Linked DNA regions of Sus scrofa: all the other regions are linked to region 1. Evidence: chromatin contacts called from public Hi-C and HiChIP or PLAC-seq data. All regions are on one chromosome and are shown on one strand. The core of a region is the stretch at or near the end of the contact, and the rest is flanking DNA. Distances in the headings are between cores, read along the strand shown. Region 1 overlaps LOC100514506 (a long non-coding RNA gene). Region 2 overlaps LOC106509171 (a long non-coding RNA gene). Region 3 overlaps LOC106509171 (a long non-coding RNA gene). Region 4 overlaps LOC106509171 (a long non-coding RNA gene). Region 5 overlaps LOC106509171 (a long non-coding RNA gene). Region 6 has its middle 280 kb from the start of MPDZ. Region 7 has its middle 300 kb from the start of MPDZ.

Region 1 (4,398 bases), core at 941-3,440:
CCCCCACAGCCTTGGAAGCCACTTGGACCAAGGCATGTAGGGACCAGGCAGGGGGTCGGGGGACCATAAGGGGCGAGGAGGTAGAACTCGGTGCCTGGCGGCCCAGCCCTAGAGGGGCCTGTGCAAAACTCGGTGCCCAAGAGAGCACCAGGCGCCTGGGGCACTTGTTGCCAGAGCGCAGGGAGGGCAAAGGGAAGACATGGTGGGGGCACGTCTCCTCGGGCGGCTCCGGAGAGTAAGCATTTGCAGCCACCTTTGCTTTGGGTAGACGTTTCAAGTCCACGGTCACACAGGATAACAGAAGTCCTTCTAACCTTGAGCAAACTTGATTCTGATGCCCAGGACACTGTCGCATTGGGTTGAACCCATTAGCCTATATAGAGGTCGCTCAGGGCAGGCATTGTCTGTGACCGACAACAGGAGCACATCCGGAACAAGGAATGATCAAGGCAAAGTACTGGCCCCGACCCTGCTGGGGTCAAGTCCGATTCCCAGCCCAATCCGGTGGGGTTCAGAAACGGCCAGCAACCCCAGGCTCAGGAGTCTGCGCGGTGCAGTTCTCAGCATATTTCGTTCCTGATTCCCGCACGCGGCCCCGCAGCGCACCGGGGGATCTAGTTTCCCTGGACGCTTCTGCTTGCTTGTTGGTTTGGAAGTCGAAGCCCCGGGATAGTGAAGCTGGCCGCAAAAATCTCCAACCCCGCTAATCCTAGACAAAATAAAAACGTAATAGCCCATAAACCAGCAACCTTGGGGTACTTTATTTGGGAGTCTCCTGGAGGCACGTCCCTGCGGGATCTTCTGTGAGGGAACCTTTCTACCTCAAATTTTCCCGTGTGTGGGAAGACCACGAAGTTATTAAAACAGCGTTTCCCCTCTCCTGCCTAGTCCCATTCCCTAAACGGGCATAAAAACATCCCCTGAACCGGCTGCATCTACAGTTCTGGTGGGGAGGGTTGGGGGTGGGGGTGGGGGTGGGGGAGAGGCACAGGAGGCTGGCACTGAGACCAGCTCCAGCAGGAATTTGCCCCACACCAGGACGGAGGGTCTCCCAGGGAGACAAAACCCAGCTGGAGAAATCTCGGCCTGAGAGCCCCTCGCCCCACTCGGGGGAAACGACCCGCCCGGCACGAAGGATGTGACTCCCGATCCCCACGCCGGGAAACTGGAAGGCATGCGGAATCTCGAGGCTCCAGCAGGGTGGAATCTCAAAGAAAAAAAAAAATCTGGAAAAAAAAAAAGCTAAATTTGAACAAAACTAAACTACAAGCCCTCAGGTCCCCGAGTTGCAAACGAGGTGGGGGAGGAGGGGGCGGGAACGGCCACGGCGCACAGAGTGGGGGGATGTGGAACCAACTCTGAACTCTATCCCCTGCAGAGTCGGTGCCTACGGGGGCTCCAGCAACGCGCGCTCCCACTCTCAAGGTTTGGACTCACAAGGGAGGCCGAAGGTGGGAGGGAGAGGAGAGAAGGATAGATGGAGGTGGCGTGGGGTGGGGGGGTTCTTTTTCTTCCTCCTGCCTGCACCAGCCTAGGGGAACTGGAGGTGGCAAAGCGCGAAGAAAACTTTGGAAAGTTTTGGTAGCACGGTTAGCAGCGGAGACGCAGGGCAACAAGCTGTGCTTGGATGGGCACGGGGGAGCGGGCTGGGTGCTACTGGGAGACCAGGTCCTGAAGCAGTTAAAGATCCAAGTCTCCCAGGTCAGGTCCGCCCCAGCCCCAGAGGCTTCAAGGGGCCAAAGGACTGTGGGGAGTCTGAGGACGTTTCTCTAGGAGACAGACCGGGCGGAGCTGGGAGTTCGGCGGGTTGTATTGGTGCCGAAAACGGTACTCAGCGATGGCTCGGAGCTTCAGCAGTAAAGACTTGTCTGCCAAGGCGGGATTAGATCCGTCGGCTCAAGAGCTCGGTCCCCCACCTTCCCCTACCCAGCGAGGGCCGTGCGGGCGCCAGGGATGCTTGGGGAGCTCTGCTCGGTTTCCAGTCGCGCACCGGGTCTCCGCGCACCACGTGCGCCCAAGGCCTCAGGTGGGCACATTTGGGAGAGTGCGCCGGAAGGGGTGGGAGCCACGGAGCTATGATCAGGCTTCTGCCGACTTCCCAGCCAGATCCTCCTTGCTGGAGGCAGGACACAGTGAGTGGCCCAACCCAACTTCTCCCCGCACCCTGGGAAGGAAGTGTGGTGCGCTCGCTGGAGCGCGAGGCCGCAGCCCGCCCATGCCGCATACGGCCTGGCATTCTGCTTTTCCTCACTGCGCACCAGGGAAAGGCATAATTCAATTATACCATCCAAGTGCAACACAGCCTTTTCCTCTTTTGCTCTGGAGCCTAGGGCGTTTCGAAGAGGAATCTCCCAATTCTCAAATAAATACCTACCGCTCTAAAGCCGAACTGGGTTCTGTACTAACTACTGGGGTTTGGGGGCGGGGGGAACGGGAAGAATCCAAATTGGATATGAATTTACAGCCTGAAGCAGCTTATTTAGGCTCATGGAGTGCCATTCCAAACGACACAGCTCGCGCTATTTCGAGATACGTTGGAGATTGGAGAGAAAACAGGGTTATTTAAAAGTGACTCCCTTAACGCAACTTTCCTTCTCCGGCTCCCTAGGTGACTGCGTCAGGGCTCCAGCTTAAGGCGGTCTGGTCGGCCCAGCCTTTGATATTTAAGCCTGGCCTGCTCCCGGGTGAAACTACCTGTTGGGAGATTCCGCAGCCTAGACGTTTGGCCCTCCTTCCTGCCCACCCCCCCGCCCCCACCCGGTGCAATCCTGGCGGCGACGGAATGGTTCTGGGTTGGCACAAGAAGGGAGAAGACCAAAGAGTCGAGAGTATCGGACAAAGTCAGCTGCGCCTGGCGTTGCCCAGAGAGTTGCCCCCCCCACTCCGCCCCCGGCTTCCGCTTGCTCTTGGGGACAGGGAGGTGGGCCCCAGAACGCTGTGTGGGGCCCCTGGCCGCAGGGGTGGGCACAAACTCCACACGATTCTCTAAATTCGGAAACCACAACGCGTTGCAGTTTGTACTGGCACTTTGGAGCAAGTCTAACTTTAGAAAACAAAAAGCCTCCTAGCTCTTCCTCGCGCCCACCCCCACCTTGCAACGATAACACCCCTCACTTTTCTCTGCACCGAAATTCACTTTACTACCTCTTGAAAATCGGAAAATTCCGCGGCGGCTTGGACGCGCTGCAACGCAGAGGCTGCTTAAAGCTCTTGTAGGAGTTTCTTGAGGGAAATCACTCTGTTCTTGAGAGCAAACAGAATCTCCGTATTTTTACACAACCTAACTGGATGAGGGAGCGGAGCTAGGAAGGACAATTTGAGCCTTTGCAGCCCGTTGGAGGAAATTTCGGAGACTGGGGATAGGGGGTGCTTTTCTCTCACAAGAACCTGTGGGAAGGATAGCTCCGTCTGGCCCTGGGGCTGCAAGTTTCACTTGGGAAGCACACAGCCCGGGTCTGGTGCGCGTTGAATAACATTCTTTCCAGCAAACTCTGCAGCAAATCCCGCCCTGACATTAAATTGGGGTAGATGTGGCGATGCAGGCTGGGCTGAGCCGTGAAATTTCCCCCCAGACGGGGAAGGCTCTCCTCGCGTCGTGTCTCCGATGCGGGTTTCTGCTTTCTTATAGTGAACCCCGCTTCGTTTTGGGAGCAGTGAAATTTGGGAGCGGCCCTACGGAGGGGCTCATTTGGGGTCGAAGGGGACGGATAGACTTTCTCTGTCGCTAGGGGTACAGCGGCGTTTTATTTCTTCCCGCGCGCTCTCTCATCCCCGGTAGTCACAAAGCACTCGGCTGAAAACGAAATGGGGACAAATATCAGGCAACTGCAGGGAAGGAGGGGGGTAATCCTCATCTTGTTCAGGATACTCATTTTGACAGTGAAGACTGAGGGGCTACACGGAAGAAGGAGAATTTATTCATCAGAATTTGTTGCACAGGGATGAAAGTTGAGACTTCGAGCCTATAAGAAAGCTCAGAACGTTTCCCGCGACGCAGTCTCTTTTTATGATCCTGGCAATATTAGCCTGTTCGGCCCTTAAGTCACACCCCTAGTCCCAGACTTTAGTGGCATTTCCCTTCCCCGTGTGCCTCCTTCCCGTGCCCACTTAACTCGGCTTCGCGTTGCCCGGGACCTCAGGACGACTTGCGAAGAGCTCTTGCAAACTTGCCCTTCCCCGGCCGCACACGCATCAGTGGGCTCTCCCTGCACAGCCCTCTCGGATGCCCCGGGGACCCCTCGGGGGCCTGGGAAACCCGGAGTATTTTCCTGCGCTCCAACTCGGCACTCCTGTTCTATTTCAGTTCAGTCCCAGGGGCACGGACCCAAGGATAATAAACAATACTGCTTATTAGAGATACAAAGGGGCGCAGAAAAGATCCACGCGGAAAAGCAAGCG
Region 2 (4,398 bases), core at 1,112-3,611, 1.0 Mb before region 1:
TTTGTACATGCTTTGATCCATTTGATATTTATTTCTCAAGCATCTGAAATAAAGTTTAGTGATTATCTAATATTGCGTTTTTGTATAATAATTATCTATCATTATTTGTTTGAAAATCTAGCATTTTCTGATTGGCTTGCAATATCGCCTAATATATACATATCTGGCTTCACTGTTCTCGTTGTTAAATTCAATGCTAGTGGTATATTTTAAAATGTATATTTAAGGGAAATGGGTTTTTATTACTTATATCAGTGACTATGCACCAGGGGAGTGGTATTACTTATTATATAGCTTCTTTTTTAATCAGTAAATACTAATAATCACCTACTAATTACTTGAAAAAGAATTACAGGGAATTGTGGCCCTACATTTCCAAAAATTTGTTTGGGAAATAACTTCATTCTGCTATTATCTGAGGGATAGTTAATAGAATAGACCTAAGTTAGAAAAATACTGAAATTTCGTCATCTGCATATTTTTCCTAAATTCTTTCTTTACTTTAGGATCTACTTTATTTCCCTGCTTTTATAAAATTATATGCATTGCACATGTGTAGTGTACAATTACACACACTTTAGTCTGATTTTTAATTTTAGCAGTTTAATCTTTAAAAATTGTTTTCCAAATCATACAACACACACACTGTCACATACACACAAACCTCCTTTTGATTACACAAGTAGCTCTCAAACAGAAAATCTAAGAAAAACAGACATAAAAAGAAGAAACTTTATTATTCCAAACTAACCATCAGGGAAAACCATATGTTAACATTTTGGTGGATCTCCCTCCCCTCTACCATTTCCTGTGCATGTTTGAGAAAAGAGACAATTTTTGGAACCAAATTCAATAATGTTCAACAAATGACTTTAGAGTTTATGTGGCATTGTCTTACATAACTTTCCCATTATTTATTTAATTCCATACCACTGAATATTTTTTTTATTTTACAAATCTATTATAATGCTATGAATGCTTGTCTATAGATCACTGGGTAGCCTATCTTCTAAGGCAAAATTACTAAAAATTGGATTACTAGGTCAAAGTGTATGAACATATTTAAGGCTCCAATCCATATACATTGCACTGGAGGTTTAAAATAAAACAGACAGGAAAAACCTGCTAACTTAATTAGTTAAAAAGTATATTTTATAGTTAAATATTATTTTATTTTATTGTTTCTCAAATGAATGGATAAGTACCCTGTTCAATAATCTTTAGAAAAATCTTAGCTTTTTTTGGGGGGGGAGGGGTGGTTTATTCTGGCAAAAAAAAAGAAAAAAAGAATATCAATTTAAAAATATTATGAAGGGAGTTCCCGTCGTGGCTCAGTGGTTAACGAATCCGACTAAGAACCATGAGGTTGCGGGTTCGATCCCTGGCCTTGCTCAGCAGGTTAAGGATCCAGCGTTGCCGTGAGCTGTGGTGTAGGTTGCAGACGCAGCTTGGATCCCACGTTGCTGTGGCTCTGGTGTAGGCCGGTGGCTACAGCTCCAATTGGACCCCTAGCCTGGGAACCTCCATATGCCACCGGAGCGACCCAAGAAATGGCAAAATGGCAAACAAAAACAAAAACAAAAACATTATGAAGAACTTAATTGTGATCAGGTTAAGTCTAAAATTGATTTGGGATCAAATGACATCTTCACAATATTCCAGTTTAGGAGCATATTATCTTTACCATTTATTCAAGGAATATTTTATATTTTCCTTTGCATCTTGATTTTGTTTTTTGCTTTTCAGGGCTGAACCCATGGCATATGGAAATTCCCAGGCTAGGGGTCGAATGGGAACTATAACCCTGGGTCTATAGCCATAGCAACACAGGATCCGAGCTGCGTCTGGGACCTACACTGCAGGTTTTGGCACATGGGATCCTTAAACGAATGAGTGGGGCTGGGGATTGAACCCTTGTCCTCATGTATATTAGTCGGATTCATTTCTGCTGCACCACAAGGGAGCTCCCTCCTTTGTATCTTGATATTTTCTATATTTAGGCATTTTATGATTTTTGCTGCCGTGAAATTGGAATCATTTTTTTCCCTTTGGATTATCTTCAGATAATAAGGTAATTTTGAAATTAAGTAGAAGCAGCCATGTGGTAATTAAAAGCTCAGGTTCTATATCCAGATTTCTCCCCTATGTCTGGATTCAGCTCTTACTGTGTGACACAGGCAAGCCTGCGCTGAATATGTCTCTTATCCCTGAAGAGCCCTCTCCCAGAGCTGGAAGCCTGGTTTCATTACGGCTTCCTGGCTTTCTGGTTTCCAGTTAGTTGCAACCAATAAGGATACTGGCAGGAAATGAGAGGCAGGAAAGGGAGGGGAAGATCACCATTTCCATAGCTTCCTCTCTGCTTAGTTGTTGCCTGGGTTGTGTCCTGCTAAAGGGGCAGCTTCTCACCACGTTGTTACCCTATCCCAGTTGGTGACGTGTCCTCTGCTTGTCCTTTCAGGCTTGTAAGTGGTCACAGGCTCCCTGCTGATGCTAATTTGGGATGCTGCAGAATCCTGTGGTGTTTCTCTAACCCTGTTATCCAGCCTGACTATGTCATGAGCCTCCTGCCAGGATTCTGCCTGACAGGGGTAAAAAAAAAAAAAAAAAAAAAAAAAAAAAAAAACACACATCCTGGCCATTTTTCTCTTGTTATTGAGAATGCCTCTTGACTTTCATCATAATGATAATTTTGGCAAGTGAAGTAAGATAGGTGTTCTATATTATGTTCAGACAGTATTCCTTTTTTTTTTAAAGTGATTTTCTGAGTTTTATTAGCTACATTTAAACTTCTGCATTTGGATATATATGGAGTTTGTTTTAATATTGGACATATAGATGTATTTTATATTCTCGAGTTTATCAATAAAAAAATCCATCTATTCCTGGAATAGCACAAATTAAATTTACTTTACTAATATTTTATTTTAAACAGTCTCTCTTACCTGGTTACCTCAGGCCATGTTAAAAAATAGATGGAAAAAGAAACACTGTTAAACTGACATTTTGATTAAGCACGAATTGCTTTGAATAACTGCAAATCTTAGTAGCCCTTTATCACCGAAAGTACTTTTTTGTGTTTCTTTCAGTTTGGAGTTCAGAAGCAAATGACTCATCTAGGCTTTCAAAGCACAATAATTTGGTGCGGCACAGTGGGGGTAGGAGTTAAATCACACATGTAAAAAAAGTCAGAGTGAAGAGGGTATACAATGAAATGATTAGAGTGACTTCTCCTCCCACATTTTTTTTGGCCACCCCTGCCACATATGGAAGTTCAGCTGCAGCTGTGACCTAAGTCACAGCCAAGGCAATGCCAGATCCTTAACCCACTGCTCTGGGCCTGAACTACTGCAGAGACAACACTGGACCTTTAACCTGCTGTGCCAATCAGAGCTCCTATCTGCTCTCTCTCTTTTTCTTTTCTGAAAAAAAAAAAAAAAATTACTCCATTCTTTCAATTGTGTTTTTAAATCTATCATACTTGGATTCAGTATGTGGCAATAGCTTGAAAGCCTATGCAATTAAAAAAAAAACATGCAATGATCATCTTCCTATGTGATTACTATAATATATACTAGATCATAAAACCTAGAACATCAATTTACAGTAATGAGTAATTCCAACAATTTATACCTGTTATACCATCCTATATCATATTGTTTCAATTATAAACTTTCATTTTGATTCCCATGAATCAATTCCATCACAGGAAACTATTGTGGTTCCCACAATATCCTCTAGGGATACAAATAATTTTATTTAGTGTTTTTATTTAAAAAAACTTTTTTTTTTTTTTTTTTGGTCTTTTTAGGGCCACACCCACGGCATGCAGAAGTTCCCAGGCTAGGGGTCTAATCCGAAGCCATAGCTGCCGGCCTACACCACAGCAATATCCATGCTAGATCCAAGCTGCATCTGTGAACTACACTGTAGCTTGTGGCAACACCAGATCCTTAATCTGCTGAGTGAGGCCAGGGATCATATCTGCATCCTCATGGATACTAGTTGGGTTCTTAACCTGCTGAGCCACAACGGGAACTCTTAAATTTTTTTAAATCAAAGTATAATTGATTGTTTATCAATTGACAGAATGTTCCATCAATTTCTACTGTAATCAAAGTGACCCAGTTATACATACCTATATATGTATACATACACACACACATTATTTTTCTCATATTATTTTCCATCATGTTCTATCACAAGCGATTAGATAGCATTCCTTGTGCTACACAGTAGGACCTCATTGCTTATCCTTTCTAAGAGTGATTATATATATATGGTGCCAAGCACTTGAAATATTAGAATCATAACTGATATACATGCTGAGTCCCTTACATAAGGAAATACGTGCTATTTAGTTCTCCTTGCAGAGTTTGACATTGAAACAGAAGTAAGCAT
Region 3 (4,398 bases), core at 604-3,103, 910 kb before region 1:
TTCTCTCTTTTTTAAAAATATTTTTATTTTTTCTATTATAGTTGATTTACAATGTCCCACAATTTCTGCTGTATAGCTAAGTATTATTCCCATTTTACCAAAGAGGGAATTGAGACTCCCTGAGTTTAAATGATCTGCCATAGGTCACACAGTTTATAAATGACAGAGAGGAAGTTTGAATCCAGGAGACCTGCCTGACTTTGAAGCCACATTTTTAACTTAATGTTTCAAAAATTAAACTTCTAAAAGAGAATTAGTGTTTGAAGAGAATTAGTAAAATTAGAAATCCCTAAAAATGTTGTATGCCAATATGTTCTATAATTCAACAATAATTATATTGTGAAACAAGGAAGAACTTGTCATCAGAAGATTCTGTGAGACTTTGGACACCAATTTTGGATGCTTTAGGAAATAAGAGTGATTTCCTAAATTAAGATATCAAATTTCAGATGCAGGAATGTTCTTTTAACAGAACTGGACGCATTCTCATAGATGAAGATATACATATATTTTGAGCCTGTGTATGTGAGTGGGGAAGAAGGGGAAAGGCACATTGGTTAGAAGAGTGAAGTAATTATTCAATCCAGGTAATTTTTCAAAAATTACTGGTCTGTTTTCAAAGTTTAAAGGGCACGCTGGGCTGGGGGCAGGGAGGCTGCACTGTTAAGGCCCATCCATAGGATGGGATGTTGTTGTCTCTGCAGTGCTGTATTTCTTCTTTTCTAAAGAAGAAGGATTTTTTCCTTCACGGTGCACTTAATGTTAAAATTCTAGATCTTCTCACATGCGCTTATCACATCAACCTTTTCAGGTCTCACTTGTTGAAATGAGTGGGATTTGAAAACTTCTGAGTGTGCTATTACATTTTCCATTTATGTTCAGGGAATATGGCTGTGTGAAAATGAGGCCAAGAATTGCGGGGGAGTGGGAGAGATTTGAGGGAGAGAAGCTCTAAAGGAGTGAAACCAAATAGACTGATCATTTCAGATGGTGGAGGAGAGACATTTCCATTAAGGATGAGGCTCAAAGTTCAGGAAAAAAAATGTAGCTTATTTTGTACATGTTCTACTTTTATTGCCCTAATCAAACTACTTGTTATATCAAATGCTAGAGTTTAAATAGAAGCAAATGTTATTGCTTCTAAATGATAAACAAGTTAAAAGTGATCTACTTATTCTCACTAAAATAATAAAAATAGTTCCTTTTTTCAGTTTTAGAACTCATCAAATGACAAAGAAATATTATCAAAAAGATGTGATACTTCCATTAAGATTTCTCAACTTCCAGAATATAAATTTAACATTTGTGTCAAATTTGAGAAAAGGCAAACCTAAACATAGCCCTAATTATATTTTAACCTTAACCTGAACTCTATATAGTAAAGGGTGCTGGGCAAGAGAATGAGCAGATGTTTTTAGTGGAGGCAGGAATTGTTTACTGATAGAAAATTTGCATGACTGTCAACTGCTATTTCTATAATTCTTTTTTTTTCTTTTTGCTATACCATGGTATGTGTAAGTTCCCAGGCAGGGATTGAATCTCAGCTGCAGCTGTGACCTACGACACAGTGGGATCCTTAACCCACTGTGCCCAGCCAGGGATGGAACCCATGCTGCCTCAGAGACAATGTGGAATCATTAACCTGCCATGCCAAAGCAGGAACTCCTATTTCTATAATTCTTAGTGTTTTTATTTCTATCACCACAAGTGAACATCTTTCAGCTTGCCCAAGAAGCTTCGATGTTTTGCAAAAAAATTTAAATTGATGAGGATGCTTCTTAAATAAACAGCGACTGATAGAGATCAAATGATTTCCTCCAGTTTCCAGTAGAGGGAGCTGTTGGCATTTGATTTGGCCTTATAGCTCGACCTGGAAGTTCCCTTAATTAATTCAATGTTTGAAATCAAACCACCCTTTAAATGTAATGATATTAATATGCAAGGATAGACGTGTAAATGTGGAGATTTTCCATTCCCATTAAACTTTCTACACAACCACAGATTTCTGGTTCTTCTGTGGGTCTTTTTAGAGAGCTTATGTTATAGAAATGTTGGCTGCTATAAATTAAAGCTGCTCAGAATTGAGTTCATGCACCTAGGCAATGATTCAACATTTCAAAGACTGATTGCAAGTCAAGAAAGAAAGCAGCTTCCTACGAAAGAAAACAAGAAAGAAAGAGAAAGCAAAAAGAGATTCTTAATCTAGAACAAAACTTGAAGTTTTCAAAGAGAAATTATGTATATTAGGTTTATAATAAATTTGAGTATCTTTCATTCAGGGAAAGAACTCTCCGTAGTTAAGATTCTGGGTCTATCTGATGTCGTCCTTGTGAAAAAATACAGCATATCGATTTTTCCACCTTAAACTCATTTCCATAGCTGTGGGTTAGAAATACTTACTCTGACAAATCTGATTTTTTTTCCCCCTAAAATGAACATAAAATAAGCTAGTGAACATTTAAACCAAGGAGATGAAAGACATGAAATCTCACTAAACTTGACATGCTATATTACTTGGAAGAAAGCAGAATTCTATCTTGATATGCATTAACAAGTAACTGTTAAATACACTGCCCAATCATTGCCAGTAGAGTTCTGATTTCTCCACTATAGTACTTGGAAAGCTTAACAGAGATATAGGGTTAACAGCGTTACAGCGTCCGGAGTACATAAAGAAGTACCGTTTTTCTTGGGACACTATGAAACGTTACAAGTTGCAGACTAAATGCTAAACAGTTATTTCTCTCATTTGCAAAATATCAAGGGGAGTTTTTGGGAAGAAAAAAGACTTTTTTTTTTTTAAACTGTGAATATGGACAATGTTCTACGCTATTTCCAAGTGGTACCGTACTTTTTCAAATCGCTTCTGTGCTTCCATGTGTCTGGCTTGGTCTATGTTTTGTGTTGCTTTCTGGGCCTTCCAATCAACATTAATCTTGCTGCTCTTTCTGAGAGAAGTTGTTAGAGGGGAAAATGAACCACGCACACAGGTAGAGCTGGAAGAAAAGGGGCAAAAGTGCCCATATTGTCCTTCTTGAGTGGTTTGGACAGCTGGAACACAAAAGCCCAGTACTATTAAACATGTAATTTTAGGTGAAGTTTGGTTCCATGTGAAGCATTAATTTTAATAGAGACTTTATATATAAGCTCTCGTTTGAATAATAATGTAAAATTAAATTTAAATTGTAAATAACGTCCAGATACTAGTTGTTTCCTGGCTCAAATTCTTCAGCACATATGGTGCTAGCATAAGCTTGTGCCTGTCTGCCTACTCTGGGTAATTTTGCATGCAAATAGTTTTAGTGCCTATGTTGAGGTGCTAAAACGTGTTTAGTACACTTGAAAATATTTGCATTGCAAAAGGAGAGGAAATCTCCTGAGGAAAATCAAATTGATATTTTGTATTAAGAGACCACTCTGGGCACTGCGTGGCATTCTTCTAGGGAGAATTCTGTTTACAGTGCAACTAGCATTTTTTAATTGACCTTTAGAAAAGCAGCTCTGGCTACAGCTTGCCAGGTTTATAAACCGTTGGACCATCTTCTGGCAACATTCACCACATTAATCAGGAAGAGAGAGAGAGAGAAAGCTGTGGAAAGAATCGACTTGCCTTGGCTGGACCGTAGCTTTTGCCTCAATTTGGTGGATTGGTAGGATAAATATGTTAATTATAATGAAAAGTTTCAGTTGGAGTGTGCCTAACTAATTAGCTAACTAACTAACCAACTAACTCAGGAAAGGCTTTAGCACAGTGAGGCAGCCGTGAATGCTGGGTGTGAGGCCGCACACACGCTCCCATTTGCCTCGCTCCCATCTGCTGCATTTACAGGAACCAGTTCGTTAAGAGTCTGAATTGAATCCAAATAAAATGCATTTCTGATGCAAGCCCGATGACTGGTGCCATTCTACGCTGCATTATGTCAAATTAGAGTTCGGTTGGAAATGAGGTTCCAGAGATCTTACGTAAATGTCGAATGCATAGAACATTGAGTGAATAAGGGTTCTGCACAAGTGCAACATCCCGCGTCTATAAACCGGTTCCTCCTTCTCCTGATTTGACCCTTATTCACCAAGACCAATTACAAAATTAGGACCCCCTAATAAAATAACAGAATTCAAGTGTGAGGGAAAAGTTTGTGAAACTTTTGTTGTAACTCTCTTCTCATTGTTTACAGTCAGCTTAATTTTGACATTGACCAATTCAGATGTAGTATGTCCTGACAAAATGAAAGTAAGTTCAGTGTCCATGAGAGAAACAGATGATGAGAGATCTACAAGAAGAATTCAAAATTGCAGACTTTTGTCTGTACTTCCCTCTTCTGCAGAGAAATGGTACGGGAAGAAATCTTAACACTCGTTGTGGAGTTGTTCATTGCTTCCGGCCCAAGCTCTGTGCAA
Region 4 (4,398 bases), core at 764-3,263, 890 kb before region 1:
TGCTCTGCTAAATGCCTCCAAACCTTCGCTCTTTTTTATTCTCCCTGTTATTTTTAAAATATATCTTTTCCCTCCTTTCCTTCTCTGGCACAGAAGGATCTGCAAAGTGCATCCAACACACACCCAGTTCCCAAATCCATGCTTCTCTCCCTCCTTTACGTTATTCCACTTGCTGTTAAACCGAAGAACCTTGGGCATAATGAAAACATTGAGAGCTTGCCTATACCACAAATATTTGTGGAAAGCACATGGTGCCATTTTGCCAGACTACTCTTATTTGTTAAACTGAGTTAAGTGTAACGCAATTCCAAAAACTGCCTTTAGAATGAAAGAAAAGGCTTGTAAAGCCAGGGAGATAATTACCGCAATCTGGGTTACAGAAAATGCAAAACAAAGGAGCACAATCTCATTTTGTGGTGTGTGTGTGTGTGTGTGTGTGTGTTATGTGTGGGTCTTTTGTTTTGTTTTGTTTTTTTTCCTCTTTGCTGATGTATCCAAACATGTAAATATTCCATGGCGTGTCTCGTGTGGGGATAAAAATCAACCGGGATCCTGCACAGACAAAACAAAACACACATTCTGTAGTGGACAGTGGTGTGTTCGTTGTGGGAATATCTTTTCAGAAGGGAGGGCTGGCTTTCCATTTTTTTTCCTCCATCTAACAAACACCCACCCAAGTGCTGCAGTTTTCACCAGTTGCCAAGACTCTGACACCCACCTACCCTTCGTTTGAAGCTGTCAATCTATTTTTGCACAAGTAAATAAAAGTTGATTTGAAAAGAACTTAGGTTCTAAAACCTTTCATATGAATCCATAAGAACACTGAAGATCCTCCTCTCCCCCCTTCCCCTATGTTATTTTTATGGGGATTATTATGCTATCAACCTTCCCATTGTTGGGAATGTTGTCCTTTGGGATGGTTTTGTAGACTGGAACATTCTCAGCTTTCCTTTCTTTGTCTGCCAATTGTTTCTAGATCTAAACCACTTTCCAAGACAATTATTTCCATACGCGAATGTGTATGTAAATATTAATAATCATTGCATGTGTGTATATTTATGTGTGCATAAATAAACACTATACCCACACGGATTTCCCATTTTTAAAGAGCTAGTTCTTACTCCATAAAAAGATTCGTGTTCCCCAAAGCAGGTTGTTAACGTTCTTTATTAAAGAGAAAGAGCAAACCTTCCACGTTTCCTTGTTTTATGTTTAGAAGAAGTGAATCTTGCCGGTCTGAGCTCAGCTTTTTGGTATGTTTTACCCATCCAGATGAGGGGCTGTAGGTTTTGCAACTCACATCACCCAGTTTTCTCAAAAACCATCACCGCAGTTCCCTCTTTAAATTTCATCTGGACCGTCTCTAACAGCCCCAGCTGACCCCATCATTTCCTTCTCTTATTACTAACATGCCTCTCCCCACATGCACAACAGGATATTTTTCAGAGGAAAAGGCAAAAATATATTAGGGCTTTCTTTCCTTCCAGATGTAGACATTTTGTCGCCCGTACAGCCATAAGGAGACAGAGAAAACGAACCTGAGCTTAGAAGAGACAAAACACAGGACGTCACTAAGGTGCATGTAAGGATAAACCCATGAAGCCCTCGAAGCAGGATTTGGCAGCAGAAGTGTCCCATGGAGCCAAAAAGCCAGCCAGGGCATAGAAGCTTGTTATTATGGCTCGCTCTGTAAGACCTGCAGGGAGGGTGTGAAGGCTGCCTGGTGTGAAGCCTGTTTAGAATAGTGGGGGGAGTGTGCAATGAGTCTCATCAGGCTGTGGCTGTTCCCAACTTCTGAAAATCTAAAAAGCAAGGCACGATAACACTTTTATTTAAAAAAATCCCCAAGTAAGATCATGGATCTCATTTTGGATTCTAGTCCATGAAAAAATAGGTAGTTCCCAATATGGAAACATGTAAGCTACCTATTAGAAATGGGATGAGATGCAATGCATTGGAAAGAAAGAAATACCAAATGCAGATGATTAGAAACCAGTGTCAGGCTGGTCATAGAGGGAGTGAAGATGAACCACGTTGACAGTTTTGATGAAGAAAGCCTAAAATGCTAATTCATACTGTCTGAATTACTTGAAGCATCATCGGCTTCTTTCCTCTTCCTCATTTTTATTTTTCATTGGGATTGAATTTCTTTTTCCTTCACTCAATATGAGATTGAGTCAAGTGAAATTTAGACTATTTGACAATTAAAAAATTTTTTTAAGATTTTTATTTTTTCTATTATAGTTGATTTATGACAATTTCTGACTTACAAAAATATGTAATTTTATACAGTTCAGCCTAATAATTCCTTCCCCGAAGATAATGTGTCTGTTTTCTTTCAAGTGACTCAGAGTCCTCTATTATTTTTGCATTGTTTTGTTTTTTCTCTGCTTTAAAATTTAGTCAATCTTCCTATTTTAATGCCTGTTGAAGTTTTAGAGAATAGTTGGTCAAATGAAAAGAGGTCATTTAAAACCAGTGTTCAATGTGGGGTCAAAATGGCATTGTTTTTCTTTTAATTCTATTCTGAGGTTCCCTGTATAGTTCAGTTTTCCAGATCATTTGCCCACTGCAAATATTAGGGGCAGGATGTCATGTCTGATGCCCTCAAGGCTTTTACTGCCCTTCAAGTCTTACAAAGAGAAACTTGATTTTAAAAATAATCCATGCAAAAGAAATAAGGTCAGAGAAAATATGTTCATCAGCTCCAATGCAGACTTGAAGTGATCCTTTCGTAAGCTCAGTTATCCCAAGGGTGGGGAAGGGAGTTTCCATAAAAAGTGTGGTCCACATGCTCCCTAATGTGTGGGAAAGGGATGGATGGCTCTTTCCTTCCCAGTTTAGGAAGGGTCATGCGTTTTGGAAAAAGATGCAGGCTGGAATATGCTGAAAGCAGAGTGGAAAGGAAATCTAAGATTCCTGAAAAACCTCTCTCATTGTTATTAAGGCTGGATTGAATAAAGGGTAAAGACCACATACATTAGAGTCTGGAGTAGCCAATGCTACTAGAATTTATTCTATCGAGAGATTTTTCAGCATCTTCTCCAGCTTTTAGGGGAAGGCATTGTCAGGGAAAAATTCACCAGTCAATCTAAGAAAGAAATGGAAAATTTTATTTGAGCCAAATTTGAGGATTACCACCCAGGAAGAGCATCTCAGAAAGCTCTGAGAACTGTTCTGCCTGTTAGAAGTCAAGGCACAGTTATATGTAAGTTTTTTGAGACAGAGGGCTGGACATCAAATGACGTGTTATTGACAGTTTACATCATCCAGAACTAAGTGTCATCTTGATAGTCCAAGATGACCCCTTACAGGATCAGGAAGGAATGCTATCTTTTAAGGAGCTATCTTGGTGATGCTCGGGAATGTTGCTCTTTAAGGTGAGCAGGTATTTCTGCTGTTGGGAAAAGTTTAATGGGGGCATAATGAAGATATCATAATGCAATGAGGAGAGAGAGGAGGCCAAAGTGCAGATAAGAGTTTTGTTTAAATTTCTCTTGTCTTGCCATAAAAATATGACTTTTATTTCACAGTCTGAATGGTAGCATTAAAAAATCAGATGACTTTTAACTATTTTGTTCCAGCTGACTGATAGAGAAAATGCACCCCAATACACTTCATCAGTGTTTGAAATAACCCTGAAAGGGTGATTTAAAAAACTTAATATAACTCGGCACAAGTAATGCACAAATAAAAATCTTGATTCTCTTTTACTTCGCTGGTATATAAAAGCATTACCTTATATTAGTCCTCAATGTAAGTCTTGTTTAAAAATTTTCCATAGCATCATTCACTGGGAAGTAAAAACATTAATCTTCATATGACTCAAAATGATAATCATGTCTCTTTATACTATTCTGCATAATTACTAAAAGTAGGAAAACTTTCAACATTTATTTTGAAACCAATAGGTGGTGCTATAAATTTCTATATTTTGCAATATGCTCTTTTATTTTCCCATTTGTTCTCAGTGGCGTTAGAAGTTTCCCTAATGATCATAGTAAAATTTATCATTGCAAAAAAAAAAAAAAAAAAAAAAAGGCCTGCATTGACTTTCCCATTCACTTAGCTGCTGTGATATGTCACTTTTCCATTGTCCAAATCAACTCTAACTTAAGAGTGTAAATTAAAATGCAGGGAATCTAAATAATTTTGGGCAGAAAAGTATATTTGTGGAAACAATCCCATATATAGTTCTCTGTGGTCTGTCTTCTTTTCCTAGTCCTTCCACTCAGGGAAATGCCATGGAGGAACATAATTTGGACGTTTAATTTAACATTTCACTGTACGAAGTATCTTAGGGTGTTAGATTTGGGTAAAAAGCAGTAACCACATAGGGCTTCTGTTATCACAGTAACATGGATTCTCAAAATCATGGAGCACAAGAGGACCTTAAAG
Region 5 (4,398 bases), core at 1,423-3,922, 820 kb before region 1:
TAGCCTGGGAACTTCCATATGCCATGGGTGTGGCCCTAAAAACAAGATAATTAAAAATTTTTTCATCTCCTTCCTTTGTTCCCCAGCCACAGTTGCTGCTTCCTGCCCATTCTCTGTCCATTACACCACTTCTTGCTTTTTTTCAGTCGCTCAGTTAACAACTTTATATCCAGTGAACAATCATTTATATTACATTCTGTCTGTTAACATAAATGGTGTGATTTCCAGGATTTTCAGGTTGGGCAAATAGAAGAATAGATTTGCTATCAACCAAGTGAGGAAAGTTGTAGCTAGAGCGGATTTAAGGAGAAATATAAAAAAAAAAAAATCCAGCTTGGGACATGTAACTTAGACAAAGAGAGATGTCAGCTAGGCAGGTAGATATTAGCACAGAGCTAATTTTCATTCTTTTCTCTATGTCCCCTAGGCCATGACCATGGCTTTTGCCCTACTAGGAATGTTCATTCAATGATTTATGTTCTTGAAGTTAAGTTAATTTTATGTATTTAAACATTCATATAAGAACACAGATTTGGGATTAGACAGAACTAGATTTGAATCCTGGCTTTTTGGGGGAAGTGACCTTAAATAAGACATGTGACCTCTCTAAGATACAATTTCATCAATCATAAGGGTAGTAATACTAAAGTATTACTTAACAGTAATTGAAAAGTGAAAATAAAAAGATAATGTGGCAAGCACCTTTGAGAGTAAAACATCCTCCTCAGTTTCCTTCTCTGCCAAAAAAGGCTTCTTTTAGAACTCCATCAGAACAAGACATGCACATCATGCACCACAATGCGCTCTATACAACAGGCCTTCAAAAAATCTGAGTTTCCCTCTTGGCATAGCATATTTCATCTTATCCTCTTAGCAGCTCTCTCCCTTACAAATTTAACAGCATTTTTCTAAATCTATTCAGTATAGCATCAATTCCAGAGAATGTTAATAGGAGTTAGTGTAATAAAGTCATAAATACAAACTTAAATAAGAGTAATCAGTATGTTCAACTTACAGATTATGACAAACCTGTATAAAAGTGTATTTTTATTCCTCATCCTCCCTACATTTTTTTACGTGTGCGAGTAATCCTTTTCTGGCTGTGAACTGACTACTTTGACAGGCTGATGACTTGCCTGCTCATTCTTAGTAACAGGCAGTGTCACTGTCATTTTAAGAAATACGTTTACCTTAATTCAGATGTTAGAATGGCCAGGTCTAAAGAGGTGGCAGCCAGCTCTGTGTCATGTTTCGTCTGTAGCTGTAGGCATTACTGCCCTTCTTGCCCTTTATCCTTCTTGCTCAGTATCCTTCATCCCCATTTAGCAAGATGATCTTGAAAGGTCCCAGAAAATGACAGTGTATTTTCCAAGGCACTACTCTGCTTTCCAAAGTTGAGTCAGAGGAACTCATTTCTTAAATGTCTATGATTAAATCCCATTAGGCACCTCTCCTTTATCAGAAAGTAGATGCCTAGAATTCCTACTACCAGGGAGCATTGTCTTAGGTGTCAAGGAGGAGGTTTAAGTTGCTTCCAGGTAGAAATATTTATGAGGCAGTATAGCATTCTAATTAAGGACATAACCTCTGTACCCCCAAACCTAGCTCTCCTTCTTGCCAACTGTGACTTTGAACAAGCTACTTAACCTCTCTGAGTCTGTTTTCCATCTCCAAAATTGGGACGTGAATGGTGATGGATGAGGATTCAAGGAGCTGGCCCACGTAAAACACTCAAACTAGGGGCTGATAAGTTACAGACACTAGGTGTCAGCTGGTAATATTACAGAATTTACAATTTTGTTAGAAGAAAAAAGTAATCGCATAGCTAGTGCTAAGCTGCATATTATTGCTGAACTGTGAAACAAGAGTTGAAAAAAATCATAGTATGGGTCACAGAAGTCAAGAGAGCTATTACAGAAGAGGAAAGAATGGATCTGAGCCTTAGATAATGGAGAGGAAATTTATGCTACTTCTGCTTTTATTATTTTGCTGTTGTTTTTGGAATGAGGCAAGGAGAGTCAGAGATTATGGCAGTATAAGAAGGGGAAATATTGAGAAAGAGACAGTAAATTTATGTTTCTACTTTTCTTGGAGGTCCCTATTATTACCTTCTGATGGAAAACTGGCTTCAGACTATGGCTGGGTGGATAGGATGTTACCTTATTATAGTTTTTTAGAGTTTTTTGTTCATTTCCTTAAGTTAAATTTTTGATTTTTTTTTTTTTACAAAGAAGATAAGCATAACTTCTCTTTTGCTGACATTTATACCACTAACATTATTATGTAATGTAGCTTTTAAAATAATTTCAATTTGGATCAAGTTCATATTTTCTTTGAGCTGTTAGTCTCCAAAACCAGAACTGCAGTATGAATTGGCACATAATTTTAGAGGCTGTCAAAAAATGCAAAAGAAAGAATCAGATATTTAATATGCAATATCCACTAAAGATTACTGTAATTATTTCTTTTTTTTTTAAAAGAGATGACTAGAAACTTGGATGAAACATTTTTCAGTGCAAATGATCAATGAGATAAACAGAAATTATTTATTGAAGAGGAACATTGCTTATCACTCATCTGAGAAATGAGGGGAAACATTACAGTTTTGTGGATTTACTTCTCCTGTAATTCACTGTGTTTTTAAAATGAGCAGCTTGGCAACATAGAAATTTAGACTCGCATTTCTATCTATAAATCACCAGTTTGTCCCTTATGTTGACAGTTTCTGTACAAAATCGGAGGATTTCAAAGTGTTCCAGCAACAAAATGTAAGAAATTGCAGAACACATAAATTTCAAGTGTTTTCTACCTACGTCAGCAACATCATTTTAGCAAAATACAGACAGGATATTCAAGTGCCAAGATGGAACATAAAGTAGAATAAGGTAAAGAGAAAAACAGAATTCAAAATTCCGGGTGTTCTTGGATAACCGAATTATTAAGAGATGTCATTCTGGCTTAGTAAGCTTGCTTATTAGTTACCCAAGTAAAGCAAGTTAAGTTGGAAATATAAAGGGAAAACGTGCCAAGTTCAAAGTCAAGAATCAGACCAAAAAAAGTACTATTTTGAGCAAATGTTAAATCTTTCATCTGTCAACTACTAAAGAGTTTTTAAGGATATGGGCCACTCTGTGAATCATTAAGGAGAAAAACAAGATGAATAAACTTAGATTCTACCCTCAAGCACCTTATAACTCAGTAGTTTTGTGTTTAGAAACATTAAAACAACTTTTTAATAATGCAATATTCAAACAAAGATGGAGATTATATAATAGGAAACAATGGGACCAGCAGCCTAACCATCCCCACTATCTAAGAAGAAATATTCATCATTTTCTTCACAAATTTAACAGTAATATCTGTTAAGTACTTGGTAACCCTTAAAAGGAGTAAGCCAACTTTTTCATGAATAGCCTATTCACATGCAGGGATCTGGACCTTTATACTGACGTTTCCCATTTCTAATTATTTTTTTATAAGTGATACAAAAGAGGGAGTCAGTGAGAAAGGAAAAGAACTTTTAAAATCAACTCCTGAAAAATGACATGGTTTCACTTCTCCTCTTCCATTTAGTTTAAGTTCCCTGGCTATTGCCTTTATATTGTACTTATTTGTAATGATCAGTGAAATTGATGAAGAGCAGAAATAGTCAATTTAATAGATTTGCTTAATATTTTGCTCTTGAGCTAATGTTCCTCCAAATTAGATAGGTTTAAATGATAATGTCTTCCTTTACAACTGCTTCAAATTCTAAAAATCCTTGTACCTAGATTAAGGACATTGAAAGGAAATGTAACAGAGGAACAGGCTCTTATAGAGAGTAATATTGTAATGCATTGTTATTGCTTTATTGATTGAAATTGATCTTTTCTTCATTTTCATAGGTGCTCTCATTGTGACAGCAATTGTGAAAACTGCAAAATATCTCCTACTCAGCCAATTTCTCTATTTTCACAGAATCTTAGCTCTCGCTAGAAAAATTGTCTTAGACCAAACATGAATTGTTTTGCAAAGTTGGTCATAATTCATTTCCCTCGCAGCGTTTCTTCCAGGCTTATTGAATTTCAGTGCTTATGGCTGGAAACATATGTACTTCTATTTTAAACATATATGTTATCTGTGATTCATATGACTAGGGATTCCTTGTTGAGAATTTTTGAACAAACTTGTCATTTCAAAGTTCATGATAAGGACAAAGGACATGAAAACCATGTCGTGGGCTTCAGAGCATGGGCAAGAGGACAACCTAATGCAGAGAAAAATCATTCCTAGGCATTATATTCAGGTGAAAATGAACTAGTTTGAGGAGGAAGGTGGAAATTTGGGTTTGTGGGCAAAAATAACAACAGTATTTCCACAGTCATTGTTTTCCCTTTGAATCCATGCTTTTCTTCTGAC
Region 6 (4,398 bases), core at 871-3,370, 750 kb before region 1:
TCCTTGTGCAGCAACAAGGGAATACATATAGGGTGGTGCATCTTAATGAAGGAGCATAAGTAATATAACTCCATATCCCTGGATTTACCAGGTTGGGAGGAATCACAATCATGTGAATCCCAACTGGCTAAACCAAATAGCCTTAGCGTTTCCTCAAGTTTCTTACCCCAGGTATTTCTGGCATGCTCCTCAAGAAATTCAAATCCATTCTTCCAATCTTTTCCTATTGCTTCTTACCCCCAAGTCTTGTTGGAATGCCCTGGAACATGACTACTCTCCTTGGGATTCAGCTTTCCCAATCCTTATTTATTGCCCAGTGATAGACAGTAGAGAAATTTCTCTGGACAAATTCCATCCCCATGGGCAAAAGTAACCTTTCTCCAAGTTTCTAGTAAGGCAAATTTTCAAAACTCCATAATGAGGTATCAATGTAATTCCCAAAGAATGGGCTCTTTAGTCTGGAATAAGACCACATATGGGTCCTCAACATTATAATTCACATTGGAATTCATACACTGGAATGAGGTCAACATATATCCGCAATCCCTTTTGCTGTCTGTGTGTAAATTATAGCATACATTTCATGTATAACTCCTACAAATAAAGAATATATTTCAGAGAGTAATCATGAAAATCTATACTTAGCAAAGAAATAATTTTCAGAAGAAAGGTAGAATTGCACAGGTTACGCCTTACCTGCTGACTTGTCTAGCATGAGTTGCACTACAAGATACTTGAGCCTTTGGAGAACCATCCTCCCCTTCAAAAGAGAACTGGCAGGGAGTTCTGGCCAACACTTTTACACAGGGTTCCCTGTGGACAAAATATGTTTAAATGCACTGCTTGCCTCTCTGTGATAAAAGGCATTTTGAGACAAGACTCTATAGAAAAGAGGGCACCAAGTAGGATTTTGAAATCCACGACCACTGAGAAGGGCAAATTCTACTCTTTGTAATCTACTTGGCCACTTATATGCTAAAGGATCAGGCATTATAAGACTAGACAATCATATACTGTAGAAATTCAACTAGGTACAATCCTTTTACATTGTATTCCCATTTGACTTTTAAAAACGGAATCAGGAAATTGAGTAGGTTAGATACTTTATTTAGCTGAACTAGTTTGTTGCTTATTTGTCTTGGTTACAGACTATCAGTAGATTAGGAACTGAAAAGAATGGTATTGAAATAGGGAATTTTTCAGAGATATTTGTGGAGAATTCTAACCTTCTCAGTAGGTTACATCTAGAAGAGGATACATCTAGTGTAGGGGTTGGCAAACTATGGCATGCAGACCAAGTGGGCATGCCATCTATTTTTGCAAATAAAGTTTTATTGAAATAGATCCATGCCATTCATTTACATGTTGTCCATAACAGAATTAAGTTATTGCTACAGAGTTCATATGGACTACCAAGCTTAAAATATTCAGCCCTTTACAAAGAAGTTTTGCCAAGCCCTGATCTAATATATAGCTGTATTTCTTGTGAAAAATATTTTATATTAAAGGAAGAGATGAGCACATATTTCTAAGAAAAGAAGCTAAACTCAAGATTAGAGCATCTTACTACATTCCTCCAACTGAACTCAACACGAAGATATGTAAAGAATTCAAGGACAACAGTACAGTGTCCTTTGTGTATGTGCTGAAGGAACAGTCCATTTTCTCATCTCCATCTGTTATGACACAGTTTCCCCAAGAAAAGCTCTTGATTTTAGCCAGACTGAAAGTGGAAGACATAAGGCACACTGCCTGCTAATCACATTGCTTGGAAGAGAGAAAAAAAAAAAAATTGAAAAGAATGTTTCCCTCTAATCATCTTTTCCTGTAAGTGGATTGTTTGAGAGATATTAAAATAGCTGAAGCAGCCTGGAAAATGGAGCTTAAAAAACAAACAAGCCCAGCATGCTCTAAGTTCAAAAGGTCTCTTGCGTATTCACTATCAATCACTCTATACATATTTTATTTAACCTTCTGTAAATATTGTCATTGTAGAGTGCTTTGGACAGGCTAATGCGCTGTGATGTTTTGTTAATGGAAACAGAGAAAATGATGCAGGAGGCCATCCCAGACAGGAAGAAGAGGAGGCAGATGAGGAAGGGGCAGACCAAAGGCAGAGCCCAGGGTGTTGGAGAGGTGAGGCCAGGACACTGTGTGGAGCTGACTTCTTCATTAGCAGTAACTGGAGCCCTGCCAGAACATTCCAAAAGACTAAACTCAACTTCAGAGCCTATCAGTCTCCCCACCCCCCTTCCTCACTTCTCTCTCTCAGCTTAGCCAAAAAGCACATATTGTTATTTTTTCCACATTCTAATGCTCTCCTTTCCAGTAGAAAGTCAGTAGGCAGAAATGGCCAGTCTATTTCAGTTCTGGGTCATCAAAGGCCCTCTAGGCTGCTCCTCTTAGGTAAGAGTTGTAGCTTTCATGTTCTCCTGTTTTGAGGATTTTGTTCCCCCATGCTGGAGGCATCTGGTGGTTCTAGAATGTGGGTATATGTCTCCCTACTTCCTGCCATCCCTCAGCAGCCCCACAGGGCTATTTGGGCAGGGGCTCTGAGCCTTGGGGAGCCATCTCTGAGCCTTGTGCCTTCCTTTCTTCTTTTCTTAAAAAGCAACACTGCCATGGCCTGAACTCCTGATGTGTTTTCGTCCTCCCCTCCCTTCCTTTTTCTCTCCCCCTCCTCCAGCTCCCTCTCCCTCCCTTTCCTCTTTCTGTTGTTGTTGTTTTTGTTGTTGTGTTTCCCACAGCAAAAAAGCTGCCCCGGGAGAGCTCAAGTCCACGTTGGCGGGCTCCCATTTGTGGTGCAGGTGTGCCGGAGCCCTCCGCCGTGTTGTCACCACAGCAACCCTCAGCTCTAATCTGCTGAATATGAAAGGAAGAAACAGAAAGAGAAAAGCCATCCACCCCCTTCTGCTCCATCCATGGGTCCAAAAGAAGGATACTGGCTCCAAGCATTCCTAATAATCCCCCAGCCATCGCCCAGGCAACAGTCACAGGGAGCTAGCGCTTGGTGGGGAGACAGAGAGAGAGGGGGGCGGGGGTCCCCTCCCAAGTTCCAACCTCCTTCTCTGCTTCTTCCATCCTGGGTCTCCTAATGGCCTCTCACAAACCCATGTCCCACTTCTGACCTCCCTGCTCCTAGGTCATCAACTCACAGAGGGGATCATTTCATCATATTCTTCCAATGGTACCGAAACAACAGTGTGTGTGTGTGTGTGTGTGTGTGTGTGTGTGTGTATGTTCTATCAGATGAGCTGTTTATGTGCTGAAAGATGGAGAAGGCCCAAGAATTTTCCTTCTCAGAGCTAGCAGTGGAAAAAGCTGTCCCTTGCTACTTTGCTCCTTGCATGAATTCAGCTGTTCCTGGGCTTGCAGAGGGTTTATAGGCTGGTCGTCCTCTAGCCCCATACCCAGCAGTGAAAGCTCACATTTGTCTTACCACCATCATGTTGATGCAGCTGGGCTTGACACTGCTTACCTCAGCAATTTTCTTTTTTCTTTTTCTTTTTTTTTTTTTTTTTGGTTGAAAGACAGAAGGCTTCCTTGTGATCCCAGCCTTTTCCTATCAAATGACACTCAGCCACGGTTTGGGTGACTTATTTACTGGCACTGGACCAGGAAAAACAAAAATGAACGTTCACAACTAATAAATCCTCTGGCTTAGATAGCTGCAGCAACAGTGGTGGGATTACATCAAAATGTTCAGTGTGATACTGCAGGGCTCCCTGGCAGTGTGGAACCAAGTAAGTCAGGGGTAGGAAAAGGGGGTCGAAGACAGGAACAGAGAAATGTTTTATACTCTGGGTCTCAGACACACTCAAACACTTTGAGCTTGAATCACACAATGTGCTTCTTGGTTGAAGATTCTAAATGGAGGCAGGAGGAGATAATGTATTGGAGTCATTAGAATAGGAGATGGCTCAACTTGCCACCTTTCTGTTTGATAAGTCACACTCATCTTCACCATGGTGAAGGTGTCCAGCCCAGACAGATGGGACAGCAAAAATCACAGCTTTCTCAGCTGCACTGAAAGAAACTATTTTTACAGAGGACATAAGGTCAAGAATGTTTAGCAAACAAAATGGTTTGTCATCCACTCCTAGATAATTCTCCAAGGACCCTCCTCCTTCAAGGTCCCTACTGAAAGTGAGGGCATTTTTTTAAGGCTAGTGTGACAGTGTTTTTATTTGTTTTGGAATTGATCTTCTGGACAGAAGCACATTTTTTTTCATTAGTATAAATCCAGAAAAATCCAACCACAAAACCATTGACTTTGGCTAAGTTTTCCTCATTTTCTCCCCCATGACCACCTCTAATTCAATAAGTAACTATACTTTCTGTGATGATTAACTCTGTTGATTCAGCTTTTGCAGGCTAATGGCTGAGCTTTGCCATATA
Region 7 (4,398 bases), core at 627-3,126, 730 kb before region 1:
CCTTTTAGGTGGGACTTTTTTTTTTTTCTTTTCTCTTGTTTTTTCTTTTTTTTTAACTGCATTTTTTTTTTTTTTTTGGAAAGTGCTTTTATGCTGGTACAGATCTAGACAAAGAAAACTTTTATGCAAAATAAACAAAATAGAATGTACTGAGCCAGGATTTCTTTGCAGGACATGTTCCCTAAGCTATTTCTGAGAGGTTATTTATGGACGGCTGTTTATCCCCCTGGAGCCTGACTTCATCTCTTGGTGAAGTGAACCGACTCTGTGTTTAGTACATTGGTCTGCCACCCCTGGGAATGGCTGGATGTCAAATATTTACCCCTGTGGGATTGAATAGAAATCACAGAGATGCACAGAGAAAATAGAGATCAAATCTAGTGTCCTTGGGAATTAGTAACATTTCAAAGTAAATAAATTTTTAAAGGAAAAAAGTTTGAAATAAAATGATAGCACAGTGTAACTTCCTTTATTGGAAGCAGGGGCAGGGGGAAAGCATATAAAGTTACTTGGAGCAGAAAGGGTATTTTCATCTTATTACTTTCTCAGTGACCACACCCATTCCATTCCCTCACCTGGCTCAGCACCAGGCCCAGAGGGAGAGGTTTTAAATTTTTATTTTTTTAATTGAAAACGGATGCTGCACCTTGTTTTTCATGCCTGCATTTTTCATCAGAAAAAAAAAAAAAAGAACACCTAGCCAAGGATTAGTTTTCTACCTCTGCAACCTCATAAAACCGAGGAATCAAAACTTGGCATTCAGCTTTATAGATAGTCACACTGGAAAAATTGAGAAACTACCAAATAAGTTGACTGTCTGCCCAAGACTTCTTATTTCATGTGCCTGCCTCCTATATCAGCCCCTCATGCAGAGGTTTCCTTTGGCATTATACTTCCTGTATTGTCAGAAACAAAGCTACATTTAAAAGGTTAAGTCAAATAAACTCAGCTACAAAAGGGCTTATAAAATAATCATAGTCCTGAACAGCAAGGAAAGAAGACAGCCACTAAAACCATAAAGGGAATACTTTGTGGATGGCTGTGCTTTAAATAAGGTTCACATGAGCTCTGTAACATTAGATGCTTTTAAAATTCAGAGGACAAAGTACAGACATGTTTGTGCACTTCTCTTTCATTTGACAAGTCTTTTTGAATCGGGTCTGGACTACATACTTTCTGCTGCTTGTACACACACACACACACACACACACACACACACCACACACACACACACACACACACGCACACACACACGGCTGGAAAGTTGGCTTTGTTGTTTTGCCCTTTCGAGCTTGTGCACTATGGAGGGGCAAGAACAATTCTACCTCCCTCCTAAAGGCCAAAGCAGCACCAGATTCTAGCTAGATCTCTTCAGGCTCAGAATCAACCTCCACTTGAAAGACTGTCGCAGCAACTTACTAGAATCCTAGGAGGCTGCTTATCACAGACTGCCCTGCCCTCTGTGAGCATGAAGGCCTTTGGAAGGTAGTTCAGCGCACCTTTCTTTAAATTGTATTCTTATAGTTTAATTTAAAAGTCAGTGACTGCCTAGGTGAGTATAATCAACAAAGAGGCACTACTTTTCATTGTATTTTAAAATCTCAGTCCGCATCAACTCCAGAACCACCGTGTGCTCCTTTGCTCCAAACTGGGGGGCTTTGTTTCCAGGAGCACAGCAAATGGCCCTCCCACGACCCTCTCCTCCTGGTCCTTAGTTTACAATTGTTGGTAACCCCCTCAGCTAAAAAATGTTACTAAGAAAAATTCCACAGAAACCAAAAGAAAAGGGCCAGGCAGACTGTGCTTTTAAAGAGCTTTTCCAGACTGACTCTGCAGAGCTGTCTGCCGGGAGCGAGTTGCTGAGCTATTATGACTTGAATAGGTTTCAGCTCTAGGGATGTCCCCCAAGGTTAACTAGATAGTTCAGTTAAAAATAACATTAAATTCATTACCCTCCCCCTTACCCGAAAAGGTGGGGGGCGGGGCTCACATCCCAAGAACGTGAAGGATCTGGTTTAAAGTGACAAAAGCCAGGAGATTCAAAGTTAAAGGAGGTTAGAGGGGCTCCGTGGAGGGAGTTAAGGATGAAGTGCCAACTTTAACCCAGCATTACTATGCTTTTGTACCGTCTGAGGCAGGCTGTTTACACTATTTAAGGGGTCAGTATGGAGGAGGTTGTTTAAAAGAAAAAAAAATTTTTTAAAGTTAAGGTGGGGATGAAAAGTGCAATGTCTGAAACTTTAGATATAGCAGAGAAAAGCATTCAGTTCTCATGCACTTGGCAAAAAACTGTCCTCTGATGAATTGTGCCTGGGGTTTTCTGTGCTTAAATCCTTTTCCTTTTTATTTTTAACATTGTGTAGACACACAGAAATCCATTCTTCATTTTCATTGAAATCTTTTACTTTTAATTTAAAAAGAGATGCTCCAATGGAATAGCAGTTTGGGTAAAGTATTTGAAAGTCATAGCTTGTTGGACCACTAGATTACAACAGATGCAAAGATGTCATTAGAGGCTGTACATGGCCAATGGCTGAATTTAAATCAATATCACTTACTAAATTCAAGAAGGAAAGAGGCTGGTTCTCAACCTATGTCCATGGATTCCTTCAAGGTGTACCATTATTTCAACTGAGTCCTTTTCAAAGTAGTTATTTCAAGCTAAAATATGTTCAAGTTATAAAAGTTGCAAAGTGTTTACAATATTAAGCTACCTTGCTTCCATCATTTTTGTATAGAGATTCTTACAATCGAGTATAACATTTTAAAAAGTTTTAGAAGAAATATTATGTATTATATAGTGTCAGTTACATTCTCATGTAATATTAGGTAAGCCTTTCTTTTTTGTTTTTGTTTTTGTTTTTTACATTTTTAAAACAAGTGTACTTTTCAAGCAATTACCAATTAATTTTTTATCTCTATAAAAAGAAAATTTTCGTTTCTTCTTTGCCTCATTTGGATTCCAAGACACCTCATATGGACCTTTTAAACTCTTTAATCTTGTACTAAAACTTTTAAACCCTTTAATCTTATGCTAAAACTAAAATATCCTTATTTGCCAAACTGTTGTACTAAGGCCATATCATCAACAGAGCTTTGTGCTCAGACCATAGAGTTCCTTAGGGATAGACTTAACTTCAAGGTTTTATATAACCCTGTCTTTCTCAGTGCAAAGTTGATGGCACTGAACAACAATAGCAGAACTTTCACCTTAGGTACCTTTTTCTGTGTAGTTTTGATGGATTTCACAAAGCCATCCAGGGTTGTCATCTAATCTCTTAAGAGCACATTTTATATGGAGGCCAACTGGCTGAGGTCAGAGACCCAGTCTTGACGAGAGGAGAAAAGTTAACAGGCCTACCCATGTACTAGACCTCTGATGTCTGACTCCACTGATGTCACTAATTTAAGAACTAACCAATTTTACTGATACAAAGCATACTGCCATCCTGACTTTTCAGGAGAGGGTCCTGTTCTGAATTCGTTAGAGTGAGTAATGCAGATAATATGTATGGGGGCTTAGGAGGAAGGAGGTAGGTGAGCTTCTGGCACTGCCATTTCACTAGTTATGTGACTTGGGTAGAACTAGATATTTATTACTCCTTTAAGCATCATTTTTGTCATCTGTAAGATCTACCTCATAAGGTAGGATTACACAAAAGAGTGAAAAAAGTATTTATCAAAGTGAGTGACAAAAGGCACTCAAGGGTAGCTGTAATGGTTATTGCCACTGCTATTATTATTACAATTTTTTTTGCATATTCTTCTTATATTTTTCCTCTCCCCAATTTTAAGTAGTATTTGAACTTTTATGTTTTCTACCTTAGGAATTTTTGGAAGGTTTGAAGGCAAAAGCAGCCTGAAGACAGTGGCTCTTCCCATTTTTTGTAGAGTCTAAAATCACTGTAAAAATTAATTTTAAAAACCCTCAATAAAAATAGAGTCAGGAGGCCAGAAGAGGGAGCTTTCATACCCTACTGGATAATAGAGCCCAACATTAAATAGACTTTCTCTTCTTGCCTGGCAAGAACCCAGCCAATGAGAGACTGTTGCAATGTAGCCAATGAAAAGCCACTATTCTTCCAACTCTCAGTTCCTCCAATGAATTCTTTGCTTATGAGAACCCTCCCAACTTCCTCTTTTCCCTCTTTAAATGTGTTCTCCTCTCCTTACTGTTGGGAAATGTTGCCCAAGGCTGACCACGGTTGCAGATCCTCAGTTGGAATTCTTCGTTGATCCTTACTAAAGCCATTTTTGCTGGAGCAATAACTGGCAGTCTATTTGTTTTAGGTCAATACTGTTTTAAAAACCATTGAGGCATTCTGATGAAGAAGGCAGGAGGGAGATTTCTGGTTAGAAGCTGTTAGCTGCCAAAAAAGAAGGGTCTGAGTGTCCTGA

The links. A called contact is a pair of places that touch in the nucleus more often than the background predicts. HiChIP or PLAC-seq counts read pairs in DNA pulled down with a chosen protein or histone mark.
Region 2: a contact with region 1 is called in an H3K27ac HiChIP or PLAC-seq map of skeletal muscle, with 8 times the contacts expected there. The contact joins two enhancer-like sites. A contact is called at or near these places in 5 of 47 Hi-C or Micro-C datasets (embryonic fibroblasts, heart right ventricle, skeletal muscle and 1 more) and 1 of 2 datasets of contacts at active chromatin or transcription factors (skeletal muscle).
Region 3: a Hi-C map of subcutaneous adipose tissue shows a contact between it and region 1, with 2.6 times the contacts expected there. The contact joins two enhancer-like sites. A contact is called at or near these places in 1 of 5 promoter capture datasets (liver), 20 of 47 Hi-C or Micro-C datasets (alveolar macrophages, brain, embryonic fibroblasts and 12 more) and 2 of 2 datasets of contacts at active chromatin or transcription factors (alveolar macrophages and skeletal muscle).
Region 4: an H3K27ac HiChIP or PLAC-seq map of skeletal muscle shows a contact between it and region 1. The contact joins two enhancer-like sites. A contact is called at or near these places in 13 of 47 Hi-C or Micro-C datasets (brain, embryonic fibroblasts, fetal heart ventricle and 6 more) and 2 of 2 datasets of contacts at active chromatin or transcription factors (alveolar macrophages and skeletal muscle).
Region 5: a contact with region 1 is called in a Hi-C map of subcutaneous adipose tissue, with 2.5 times the contacts expected there. The contact joins two enhancer-like sites. A contact is called at or near these places in 1 of 47 Hi-C or Micro-C datasets (subcutaneous adipose tissue) and 1 of 2 datasets of contacts at active chromatin or transcription factors (skeletal muscle).
Region 6: a contact with region 1 is called in an H3K27ac HiChIP or PLAC-seq map of skeletal muscle. The contact joins two enhancer-like sites. A contact is called at or near these places in 1 of 47 Hi-C or Micro-C datasets (liver) and 1 of 2 datasets of contacts at active chromatin or transcription factors (skeletal muscle).
Region 7: an H3K27ac HiChIP or PLAC-seq map of skeletal muscle shows a contact between it and region 1. The contact joins two enhancer-like sites. A contact is called at or near these places in 4 of 47 Hi-C or Micro-C datasets (embryonic fibroblasts, epiblast stem cells, liver and 1 more) and 1 of 2 datasets of contacts at active chromatin or transcription factors (skeletal muscle).

What each region holds. Positions count from the first base shown.
Region 1 is chr1:208,147,888-208,152,285 of Sscrofa11.1, reverse strand. The region is part of intron 1 of LOC100514506 (a long non-coding RNA gene); the gene reads left to right. Among named protein-coding and RNA genes, the nearest start is that of NFIB, 32 kb to the left of the region's middle. Within about 2 kb of position 2,190, at least 36 of the 83 cell types and tissues checked have an H3K27ac peak or open chromatin away from gene starts, as enhancers often do. A contact at or near this core is called in skeletal muscle and subcutaneous adipose tissue, where this site is marked.
Region 2 is chr1:209,144,339-209,148,736 of Sscrofa11.1, reverse strand. All of the region lies in intron 2 of LOC106509171 (a long non-coding RNA gene), which reads right to left. The region is part of intron 2 of LOC106509172 (a long non-coding RNA gene); the gene reads right to left. Among named protein-coding and RNA genes, the nearest start is that of MPDZ, 35 kb to the left of the region's middle. Within about 2 kb of position 2,361, at least 12 of the 83 cell types and tissues checked have an H3K27ac peak or open chromatin away from gene starts, as enhancers often do. A contact at or near this core is called in skeletal muscle and subcutaneous adipose tissue, where this site is marked.
Region 3 is chr1:209,057,811-209,062,208 of Sscrofa11.1, reverse strand. All of the region lies in intron 2 of LOC106509171 (a long non-coding RNA gene), which reads right to left. Among named protein-coding and RNA genes, the nearest start is that of MPDZ, 120 kb to the left of the region's middle. Within about 2 kb of position 1,853, at least 4 of the 83 cell types and tissues checked have an H3K27ac peak or open chromatin away from gene starts, as enhancers often do. A contact at or near this core is called in subcutaneous adipose tissue, where this site is marked.
Region 4 is chr1:209,039,701-209,044,098 of Sscrofa11.1, reverse strand. All of the region lies in intron 2 of LOC106509171 (a long non-coding RNA gene), which reads right to left. Among named protein-coding and RNA genes, the nearest start is that of MPDZ, 140 kb to the left of the region's middle. Within about 2 kb of position 2,013, at least 8 of the 83 cell types and tissues checked have an H3K27ac peak or open chromatin away from gene starts, as enhancers often do. A contact at or near this core is called in skeletal muscle, where this site is marked.
Region 5 is chr1:208,970,650-208,975,047 of Sscrofa11.1, reverse strand. The region is part of intron 1 of LOC106509171 (a long non-coding RNA gene); the gene reads right to left. Among named protein-coding and RNA genes, the nearest start is that of MPDZ, 210 kb to the left of the region's middle. Within about 2 kb of position 2,672, at least 3 of the 83 cell types and tissues checked have an H3K27ac peak or open chromatin away from gene starts, as enhancers often do. A contact at or near this core is called in subcutaneous adipose tissue, where this site is marked.
Region 6 is chr1:208,899,088-208,903,485 of Sscrofa11.1, reverse strand. No RefSeq gene overlaps it. Among named protein-coding and RNA genes, the nearest start is that of MPDZ, 280 kb to the left of the region's middle. Within about 2 kb of position 2,120, at least 34 of the 83 cell types and tissues checked have an H3K27ac peak or open chromatin away from gene starts, as enhancers often do. A contact at or near this core is called in skeletal muscle, where this site is marked.
Region 7 is chr1:208,881,994-208,886,391 of Sscrofa11.1, reverse strand. No RefSeq gene overlaps it. Among named protein-coding and RNA genes, the nearest start is that of MPDZ, 300 kb to the left of the region's middle. Within about 2 kb of position 1,876, at least 17 of the 83 cell types and tissues checked have an H3K27ac peak or open chromatin away from gene starts, as enhancers often do. A contact at or near this core is called in skeletal muscle, where this site is marked.